Regions from separate parts of the Drosophila melanogaster genome. Here region 1 is linked to region 2. A link is a contact called in public Hi-C data. All regions are on one chromosome and are shown on one strand. Each heading gives the region's core, a stretch centred on a gene start, on an enhancer-like site or on the middle of the called end of the contact. The rest is flanking DNA. Distances are from core to core; before and after follow the strand shown.

The links. A called contact is a pair of places that touch in the nucleus more often than the background predicts.
Region 1: a contact with region 2 is called in a Hi-C map of the Kc167 cell line, with 1.7 times the contacts expected there. The contact joins the promoter of PhKgamma here to the promoter of Kap3 in region 2. A contact is called at or near these places in 14 of 107 Hi-C or Micro-C datasets (the Kc167 cell line, the S2 cell line, brain and 3 more).

The regions. Positions count from the first base shown.
Region 1 is chrX:11,691,255-11,696,873 of dm6, reverse strand. PhKgamma (Phosphorylase kinase gamma) reads right to left here and starts at 1,737. Exons shown (of 11, transcript NM_167297.3): 1 at 1,595-1,737; 2 at 563-1,050; 3 at 334-471. The coding sequence starts at 425. bif (bifocal) reads right to left here. Exons shown (of 6, transcript NM_167295.3): 6 at 2,134-3,327. The coding sequence ends at 2,936.
Region 2 is chrX:11,335,961-11,341,603 of dm6, reverse strand. It overlaps Kap3 (Kinesin associated protein 3), which reads left to right and starts at 1,520. Exons shown (of 10, transcript NM_001103480.2): 1 at 1,520-1,866; 2 at 2,194-2,390; 3 at 2,815-2,932; 4 at 3,742-3,907; 5 at 3,961-4,275; 6 at 4,341-4,477; 7 at 4,541-4,729; 8 at 4,795-5,643. The coding sequence starts at 2,356. CG34348 reads right to left here and starts at 1,731. Exons shown (of 4, transcript NM_001103484.3): 1 at 1,107-1,731; 2 at 859-997. The coding sequence starts at 1,152.

The sequences.
Region 1 (5,619 bases), core at 488-2,987, 360 kb before region 2:
CGCCGCTTGAAAAGCAGCCCATGCCATTGCTCCATGCCATGGAAGCTTGATGAGGCTGACTCACTTGGCACCATTTAGCCCAAACTGCATTACTGCAGACTTGGCAGTAAGAGGTTGGGAAAGCAGAAACAATCAATATTTGGACGTTCTAGTGATTTCTGAGGATACAAGTATCAATGTTTCTATGATCTTAAATTTGCAAAATTAACTACGCAAAGTAAATAGAAAGAAACGTATTTGAATGGTTAAGTGCAGGATCAATAATACTTCAACTGAATTTAAAAGGATTTAATAAGAGGTTTGAGATCACGGCAAGTGTAGTTCGATTCTTACCTGCCCAGAATCTCCTTGGGCTCGTATTTGGCATAGAAGCCCTTGGCCGCATCCTTGTCGGGCAGCAGATCATCCTCCTCGTCCTTGGCCATTAGATTTCGTGAAATCTTGCCGGCTGCCGAAACGGCAGTTTGGAATCTATTTGGTGGACGAGCGGAAATCAATTGGTTAGTGAAGGATTACATGATGATGACGGTGATTATGGTCGCAATCAAGATCAGTTAGTTACTCTGTCAGGCTGCCTGCTAATGAAGATGATGGGGATGGGATGCGGTGGCGATGGCGATTGAGGCGTAGGAGGGGGCGGTGATTTCTGGTGGTGTTCTGTTGATGAGGTTGATGCGATCGTTTAAGGCGTTGCTATTTTTATAACGACAATGTGGAAACGAACGGACGTGCGACACGAGTGGAATCTCTCGCCGACTGCGATTGAGACTGTGACTCTCCGACTTTGCGACTTTGCCGACAATCAGACTTGCCGACTTTCCGACTCTGCCGACTTTCGTTCTTTTCTTTTCGTTTCTTGCCGCCTCGCCGCGCTTCGCTTCGCTTCGTTCCGTTTCAGTTTAGTTCAGTTCAGTTCGGTCTTCCTTTTAATTACCAAGCCCCTGCTATTCGATTCCACCCGATTCGATTGGAAGTGGATCCTCTCCTGTCGCTCTCGATTGCTCTCTCGCTCAGCTGTTGGCGGCTGATTTAATTAATAACGAATGCCAACTGCAAAAACACAGATCGATTTGAATAACAGGCAAAAATTAAATCAAAAATAATAGAATTAAAATGTATTATTAAACAAGTGTTGTGTGTGTGTGTGTGTGTGGTGTGTTCACAACGAATGATTACACAACTACAACGCTTTGTTTTGTTTGCATTTCGAAAGGGTGCACATTATCGTTGCTGTTTTTGTTGTTGTTTAGCCTCCTTATCAGTGATACAGCTTCTCTTCTTCTACTACTGTTGCTGATTTCTTGCAGTTGTTTTGCTAGCACGCACGCACACACACATAAGCACGCTCGCATGCACCGACTATGTGCAGCAGGTTCCTTTTGTTTTTGTTTTTGCTCTGCTCTCGTTTCTCCCATCCTCCTTTGCAATCCCACACACACACTCGCGCACACAGACGCCGCATAGCACACATATACGCACACACACGCACCATCGTGGACATCCAACTAAGCGGGTACATTTCAATGTCAACTAAGGTTAAAAGTAGTACGCTTTTTGGCGGAGTTGGCGCCCGCACCGCCAGTGAAACACATACACGTGTGACCGCTCGCCTCTTGAATCGCTGGCAACGACGTCTCGAACATAACTCCACACAAAATTTATATTCCTCGGATTAAATTGCTAGTGCAACAATAAAACCCTGTATTTTTGACACAATCACAAAACTGGAGGTGGCACTAGTACCGATATCGAAGTAATGCTATCGATTGTTCCCGACACTCTGTCATATCGATAGCATTATATCTATCGACACGTAATTGTTAGCTAAGACACACCCCGACCAGGGATGGCACAGTTAGCTAAGACAACATCCTAACTTAGCAAGGACTTGATCCCACTCGGCATGGTTAGCAAAGACGCACTACCAAAATTGAACCCTCAACGGTGTTAATTTAAAATGAATCCTTTTCTAAATACCAATTAAATATAACAAACATAAGTGGACTTATAAAATAAGTCACTTCATAGATTTGAATATTTAAATTACCATTATTATATATGTTAACTTTTAACAAAAACTGTTGCTAACATTTTGCTTTGGCCTTAACTTCCTTTAACTTAAAACACGCGACTAGATGTTGATGTATTTTATATTTATTTACGGAATACAATTGTAAAAAATATTCAATAAGCGCTAAATGTATATAATAATTATGAGGCAAATGTTACATTTTCCTTTGCTTTCTTCCGCTGAATGGGCAAGCGGAGCTTAGAATGTTCTTCATTTTCGTTTTGGAAGGGTCGCGAAAAGGGATGATGATGGGTCACAAGATCGGATCGTTAGAATCCATTAAGTTAATACTCGGGCGGGACTAACCGCTCGTCGCGTACTTCGTGGATTAAGGTTTCAGTAACCTTCGGGATGCAGTCGGAAATACGTTGATTTGTTGTTGTTGTATATTTACTATCAAAATGCCGTAAATGGAATACACAATACAAATACAAATACAATTGCAGCAGCAAAGTTGTTCATTCAGTGCCGTATGTAGATACATTACAATAATATAATTATTAATTTATCAAAAAAAAAAAACCATATATATATATTTATAAAGAAGACAGACACACACGCTTGCTGTTGTACACATACACATCGGATCTCTAGGCTTACAAACTTACAAATAATATCTATTTATATACGTATCTTTATGGATTTCTTGCCATACTTGGTTTACGTTGCCTTGTTGTTTTTATTTTTCTTTCCTTCGTTACTGTTTTCGCGTCTAACCGAAGTTGATATTTCACCTAAGTGCACGCTTTTCAATTAGGGGAACGATCAGGATGTGGTAGGTTGTTATGCTCGGAAGGTTTGGAGTTTGGTGGAAACCGGTAGAAAAAGAGCTAGACGCTCCGGTTTTTTGGCTGGCAGGACGACCTAATATAGCAAATCCGTTTTCTGTGTACCCTCGCTGTACACAACTTCGGCGCCCGGCGTCGCCGTCAGATGGTAATCATCCTCGTCCACAGCTGAACCCTTCTTGGAGGCACCTGCTCCATCTGCAGTTCCAGGTCCTGCTTCCGTTGCCGCCAAGTCGCCCTCCTTGATCAGTCCCTCGCCGATGCCCATAATGCTGCCATTCCCGTTGAACATCAACCGGCTGCCCGCAGCTCCGGCTGGACTGCTCCCGTTGCTGCCTGGACTGTGGCTGCCATTGCTGCTCCCACTGCTGCTGCTCTCGGGCAGGGCGTATCGGGTGACACCCAGCTGGAATAGGTTGTCCATCGCCGTGCCCTTCATGGGCGTGTAGAAGCCCAGAGCCGTGGAGCCTGCAATTATGTGTAGAACGAGATTAATCGACTGTATATCTTTATTTCAAGTGGGTTTAAATCCTTCCAAGGATTTGGGGTTAGTACAATGATAAATAAGGTGGCTCCGAGTTGGGAAATATATATTTCAGAACATATATATATATATTTATATGTATATATAATCGAGATGAGGTGACGGTGTTGTGGATAAAGGAGGATCTCGCCTGGATCTTTTCAAGCAAATGAAAACGAAACATGACCAGTGGATAAAGAAATGGAAGTGGAGATGAGCGATGGAAGTTGATGATATGACTAGGATGTGCCAAGTGGTGTTGGTGGCTGGTGTGTGCGTGTGTTCGAGTGTCTGTTCTAATCTGGGTTAGTTACCTTAATAATAATATGAATTGGCGATTAGTTTGATTGCCCAGCGGAGCAGACAGAGCAAGTGCACTGGGTTAGAGGTGTGGCATTTCTGTTCTCGCACTTGAATCGGTTATTGGGTTATTTGGATTGGCATTTGGCATTAGGCATTTGTCATTTCGCATATTGAATATTGCATTTTTCATTGTTAAGTTGTTCTATTCTTTACTTGATAGTTATTTATTGCGGTTCGGGTTGAGCGGCTGCAGTTATTAATCGGTTATTCAGTTTACGGATCGGTTTAATTGCCTTTGCTTGTTTGTTATCATAGATATTTTTGGTTTTGGTATACAATAGATATTATTTCAACGCTTTGCTTATGTATTCTGTTACATTTAAATAATATCTGCAAAAAGAAATTGGTATGAACAAAAAATAGAAATAGAAGTAAACAAATAGCAAACAAACAAAGCGACAGCGGTGACTTTAACAAAAGGTTGTTGTTGAAATGAAAAACCATTTGGGTGGCGTGAAACAGCGGGGGCGAGAAGGTAGGTTAGCGTAACTACATGGCTACAATTTCAAATCGCAAATTGCAATTCAATACATGCCCCACAACTGCATACCAAACCGAACTGAGCCAAACAAAGCAAACATACATAAGCACATAACACATAACTAACGCCAACTCACACGGGTGCACAAATATATATACTTAAGTACGTAACTGAAATGAAAATAGTCACTAACTAGTGTTCTGTGATTCGTTTTTGTTTGGTTTACACCGAACACATGTCGAAATTAGCCGCTACATAAAGGTTCTTTGATTTGTCTGCAGCTTTAGTTGCTTTACTTTTCGTTTATTAAACGTTTAGTTACACCCCAAAATTTGCCATGAACACTTAGTTATCAATTATCGCAATTGTTTCGGTTTCTGCGATCTCTAGCTGAGTAGTTAGCTTAATTCTTAGGCGTTGCCAACATTTATAGGTGACCTAAATAGTTTTCTACAATAATCTTTAACTTCCACATGGGCTGGGTGGGCATAGTACAGTTCAATCTGATGATTGGCATACGATTTACTAGGTAAACTATCATATAATGGTTGCTAAAGACTATGGAGCATCTTATACCTAAGGTTGTGGATAATGAATACAGACGGGGGAGCAGGGCATTATCAAGCAGCAGTCATAGGAACATGGTTTGGTTTTAGTGAAACATGGGGACACCAGCATTATCCATCATTTAGGTTAGTTCTAAAATCCATCATCCTTCGCGTATTCTTCGCTCGCTAATTCGCGAATTACTGTTGATTGTTATCCAGAGCATCGCATAAACGATTAACGGCGGCAGTGCATCGACATCGGGAAGCATCGTGAATCGCATCTATGAATCGATTAAACGTGTGTTTCGAGTGTCCGGTTGCCCCAGTGTTTGTTTTCTTGTGTGTGTTGTGATTGGTGTGTTCGGGTTTGGTGTTCCTGGTTTCCGCATTGAGTTATTTGTTTTGGAGTGAGTCGGATATGCACAGGGTTACACTTTACAGTTTAGCGGCCATCAAACCAATATATATTTTTGTTTTTTTTTTTTTTTGGGAGCGGAACGGGGTCACCAAGAGGTATCCAAGGGATGATGGGTGTTCTTTAGCCTAGTTGTAAACATATAGTAAAGCTTGGGCAATGCCTACGTTTCGCTGGCGGTTTCAAATCGGTTCGGAGTTGGAGTATCTGGTTATCTGGATATCTGGTTATCTGGAGTTTGGAGTCTAATGCTTTTCATATCGGGTGGCCATCAGACATAGTAGAGCGTGGTGCCTGGAATGCGTGCCTGGAGCAGGGCCGAGCTGGCATTGGACAAAGCCAGCGACGACGGCAGACTAGGCCGACGACGTCGCTGCTGGTGTTCTGGAGCTGGACTCTCGCAACTGCCCCGACTCCTACTGCAATCGTT
Region 2 (5,643 bases), core at 271-2,770:
AGCCGAGTAAAAGTTGGCCGAGTCGATCACCTGCCGTTCGACTTGGCTTTTCATTTTCAGTATCGGTGCAATGGTCGAGGGTGTAATGTTCTTCAGGGGTCAGTGTAGTCAGTGCAGCCCAACTTGGCTATATTCCAACTATATATACTATCTAGATGAATATAATTCAAATATATTACTATCTGGTACACATATCAATCCTTTTTTTTAGATCGATAACAGCAGTTTTTACAACTGAAATCTAAGAACTCAAGTAATTGCTTTAGTTTCAAAAACTTTTTCGAGCTAGAAACACATGTAGATTATGCTTATCGTATTAATTTACTTAATTTGCAGAAAACGATCAATTATTGCTGAGCACTTTTTTTAATGCCCATAATTTCGATGATTCAACACATATTCACGGTTTGTCAAAATGTTAATTTCAGCGTTTTGGGAAACAGCTGCATCATAAGTTCCCTTAAAAACAGTGAAAACTAAGTTTATTGGACTATATTACGTTTTCTGTTTGCCTTATAGAGTGTCCACTGTATTCCCGTGCTTTGTTTTATCTAGCTTTTTTTGTTGGCAACACTGGCTGCCCAACTCTCTCCCACTCTACGCCCCTTCCTTACAACGCCATCTCTTTTTATGTTCCCTTTTAATTACAGGTGCAGAGCGGGACGGAAGACGCCGGCCAAAGGGGGAAGGGGTGCGTGGTAAGGGTGAGTGGGGGAAACTTGGCTCCAAAAGTGCGCGATCAGCATGAGAGAGTTCATTAACAGTTGCAATTGAGCCCGCGAAGCACACTGTAATTGTTGTAATTCCAATTTCCCACCCAACTTATACGCAGCTTTCCAACATTTCCATTTCGCTTACCTGTGCAGCTTGTAGATGAATAGCACCAGGAACGAAATGTAGATGAGGGCCACGAAGACCAGCGGCAGCAGAAAGGTGACAATCAGGGGGGTGAGGAAGCGATATAGCCATAGCGAATAGTCCAGATCGATGTAGGAGGCTAGAATCACAAGGTATGCAGTTGGTGGAGGGGCATTTGTTATGTATGTATGTATGTACATAGGTCAGCGGTGCGCCTTATCGGGCGCCAAATATTCGATATTACTCACACAACAGGGAGTGCAGCGTTTTGTACAGGTTCTCCAGAAATTCCATTGTCAGGCGCTGCTCCACCTCATTTGTTGTTCTTGCGCGAAAAGAGAAGCGACCGCCCACCACAACAAAAACACAAAAAAAAACGGTAGAAAAAAGAAGGGAAAATACGACAGAACAAAAAAAAAAAAAAAAAAAACAAATCGGTTTGGCCTGATTTTGTACACTTTCTTCGGCTCGCTTTGCGCTTTTCGAATTCTTTTCGCTTCCTCCTGCTTGGCGATTCTTTTAAATGGTCATCGTATAGTGCGTTTCATTTGAATCAGTATTTAGTATTTGCGCGGCTTGAAATGCATTTTATTTGCATGTTATTTGCTATTGTTATTGTTATTGTCAGTCGAGACTGTTTGCTGGTTTGTTTGTTGTGATTTTCCTAGCACAATGTAAACAATTCGCGGCGCTGCGCTCCACTCGGCTCACACGCAGTAGAGACAACCGACACCGTTCGCAGTCAGAAACATTGTGATCGCGCCGCGCTTTTTTTTGGTTAATAATACTACAAAGTAGCGATTCTTTTATTGTTGTTCCTTCATTCCATTTCGTTTGCTTTTCTGTTGCTCATCTACGTTCTTTGCACCTGGCAACGCCGGCCCAGCTGTTCTGGCTGCAGTCGTTGCCAGACTTTGGTTCTTGGCACCCAGAACAGAACAGTGATGCTCTCTTGGCTAATCACACCTGTTTCTAGCCGGTCAAGGAAGTTCGAGGAAAAACAAAGTTGTTAGTATACTGCATATTATGAATGGCAAGTTCCCAATTAGAATACAACCGCCAACTTGAATTTGAACATTCGCTTATTGGTTTGTATCGATTGAGTGCTATCGGTAATTGCCGGGTGCCGTGGCACCATCGATAGTACCGCCAGTGAGCAGACAGTTGTGCCAGCACTAGCACTTATCGACATTAAATCGGAAGTCGCATTGCAATCGCATGCAATTTGTTTTGTTATTAATTTTCCAAATAATCTCGGGCCTGGTGCTGCTGCCAATTGTGATTCACTACGTCTATTACATAATAAATGCGATTGCCGGCGATCTGTGCGAGCAGAAGAGAGCGCAAAGAGAGCAGCAGCTGCAAAGGAGCCCCACTCCGCGCCACCAAAACCGCCACCCCCCGCATCCGCCACCCACCGAAGAGGAGCCTGTGCTTTCCATAAACAATTTGACAAATTCTAGTCGCTCTCCGACAGCAGCAGCAACAACAACTGCAATGCAAACAAACGATGACGCCAAGTTTATAAAAAAGTGCGTATGTATGGGATTAGATCGTGCGTGCGTGCGTGTGTGTGTTTGTTTGTTTTCATGTGTGGGTGTACAAGTGGCCGAAGAACAAAAGAAATAGCTAAAGCACTCGTCATGCGTCAGAAAGAGAGCCACAATCACCTGGCGCTCTCTATTGATTTTCCACTTTGCGTTCACGCTTCCTCCTTTTGTTTTTTGTTATTTGCAACCGTTAATCGTTATTCGTTATTCGTTGGGTTCTTAACTTTTTTGTTCGTTTTATTAAAACAAAAGCACAAGTTAAGCCAGGCTCAAAAAAAGAATTGGATTGAAAAATCTATTACCTCATTACGCATTGAACCGCATAATTTATGATTGATCCAACAATTTGTCTCGCTCTCAATCCAAAACAAATGCAACGACAACAACAAACAAACAAACAACGAAGGAGGTGGAAAGGCGGATCCATTGAACCGCATCCCACGGATAAGGCGCTGATTGTCAACTACCAACTGGAGGCCACCGTCTTCGGGGAGCCCAACAATCCGATGATCGAGGAAAAGAAGGTAAGAACGCACGGTTACACATCGCTGCACTGGGAGAAAATGCTAGTAGATATTAGAAAATTAAAATAGGACCAGCATTATTGGTATCAAAGATGTTGATAGGGAAAGAATATAATAACAACAATATGCGAACATCTGTAACTTAGTTCTTAACTATGTTAGGTTCATAAAAAAAAAGGAAACAAAGTTGATCCTTAATCGAATAGGTTGAAAAATTGATCTAGATGTGTACACATACATATATTGCTTATTAGTTTAAATACTAGCAGTCATTGTTCTACAAAAACATCCGAATGAGTACTTAAAAAAGCTACTTCTGTTTCTTCCGGTGTGCCCCGAAAAGGGTTAAGGGGCGGGGGGCAGAAGCTGACATTGAGCGGCCCAATCGATAGCGCAACAACAACGGGGTCGATGACGGCCTGCGCTCCAAGTAGTGAGTGAAAAATGTAAAACCACAGCAACAAAAAAAAAAAGATACCCAAAAGCGGTTGGTTGGCCGGGTCTTTAACCTCAATTCACGTTTTTTGGCCGAGCGACAAGCTTATTTTTCGCCGATTGTTCACGACCATAAATATGTACTACATAAGTAAGTCTCTTATGTTTTGCTCTTGGCCATAAATATTGGCGACCAAAAAAGTTTTCAGCTTAGATGCGAAGTGGTTAATTGCCCTGAAGTGGTCCTAAACTAGTTCCTCAATCCTAATAATTACTCTATGTTTATAAATAGCAAAATAACAGCAAAAACAATTAGCCTAATAGTACATTATTTCAGTCGTTAACTAATGCATGTATTGTATTTAATCGCCCAGCACTGTCAAAAAATCATACGACTCCGTTCGCTGAACGCCAAAACGGATCCGGCTGCCTTGGCACGAGAAGTGGTGGAGAAGTGCGATCTCATCCACAAGTCCCAGCTTAATGACGTCGAGCAGATAATCTTTTATCTGAAGAATCGCAAGGATAATGCAAGCAATGGTAAGCAGTTAGATTGTTAGCAGAAATCCATACTAACACTCAGTACCCATTAGATATACCGGATAACAACACTCACAGCCGGCGATCGGCGGCGCTGCACACTTCGCACACCCGCTCCTCTGCTCGATCGCACAGCAGTGTGGCGGCCATGACCAGCAGCACCGGCAGCGGCGGAGGATCCACTGGAGCTAGCAATGGTGTCTCGAATGCCCTGAGTGCCGCCACGCCCACGGCGGATGTGTCCATAAACAATATCGATGAGTATGTGGAGCTGCTGTACGAGGAGCTGGGCGAACGCATTCGAGGCTCGGCCATGATCCTACAGATGGCGCGAAATCCCGATAATCTTGAAGAGCTGGAAAAGAATGGTAAGGATAAGTTTGCAGTTCTGTAGTTTTGAACCCAAACCCAATGTACTATTTCATCATTTTAGAAGCCTGCCTCAGCGCCTTGTCACGTGTTCTGCGCGAGGACTGGCGCAAATCCCTGGATCTCTCCACCAACATAATCTACATATTCTTCTGCTTTTCCACATACACCAAGTTTCATCCGCTCATTGTGCAATATAAGGTGGGAATAGAGTTTCTTAATTAAGTTCTAAGCACTCATTTAATCGTTGTTAATCTATTTCAGATTGGATCGCTGTGCATGGATGTGATTGACTATGAGCTGCGTCGCTACGAGACAATGAGAAATGAGCTGGACGTGCGCAAACAGCCCAATGGATCATCCACTCCACATTCGGCAAAGGCCAGCAAGGAGAAGCTGAACCGCAGCACCGACGATTTCCTGGACATCATGAACGAGGAGAAGCCCAAGGAGGTAATTTTATTTCTATAAGTTCTTGAAAAACATATCTATCGAATACTCAACAAATTCACTTTCAGATGGAGCCGCCGCGTCGTCGCATTCCGGAGCTAAAACAGCGTCCCAAGTCGGGCAATTGGAGCAGCTTTCACGGCTCCATGTCATCGTCGCTGATCAAGAGTCAGATCCTGAATAGCAGCTATCACGAGTCCCTTTGCGCCGGCGGTTCACCTGGCGGCGATACTCCGGCTGTGCCCGCTGAACAGAAGGCCCAAAGCAACGAGTCGCTGGACAGGAATGATCCCAAAGTGAAGAAGGAGGAGATCGATCGGCTGAACAAGCAGCTTAAGATCTTTGCCAAAAAGCAGGAGCAACTGTTGCGCGTGGCCTTCTACCTGCTGCTGAACATGGCCGAGAATGTTAAGCTGGAGGAGAAGATGCGCCGCAAGCATATCGTTAAGATGTTGGTCAAGGCGCTGGATAGGCAGAATATCGATCTACTCATGCTCGTCAGCACGTTCCTCAAGAAGCTATCGATTGTGGGCGACAACAAGGACGAGATGGGCGCTTTGAACATTGTGGCCAAGTTGCCACGATTGTTCCAGAGCACGCACACGGATCTGGTGCAGGTCACCTTGAAGCTGGTCTTCAATCTCTCCTTCGACGGCGGACTGCGTCGCAAGATGATCGCCGCCGGCTATCTGCCCATGCTGGTGATGTTCATCAACGATGAGAAGCATCACGGCATTGCTGTGAAAATACTGTACCACATGAGCTTGGATGACAAAGTGAAGGGCATGTTCACGCAAACGGAGTGCGTGCAAATGGCCACGGATGCCATAATCCTAAACCTCAATGTTAAAGTCGATTTGGATCTCATTGCCTTGTGCATTAATCTCTCGCTAAATCGCCGTAATGCCCAGATTATG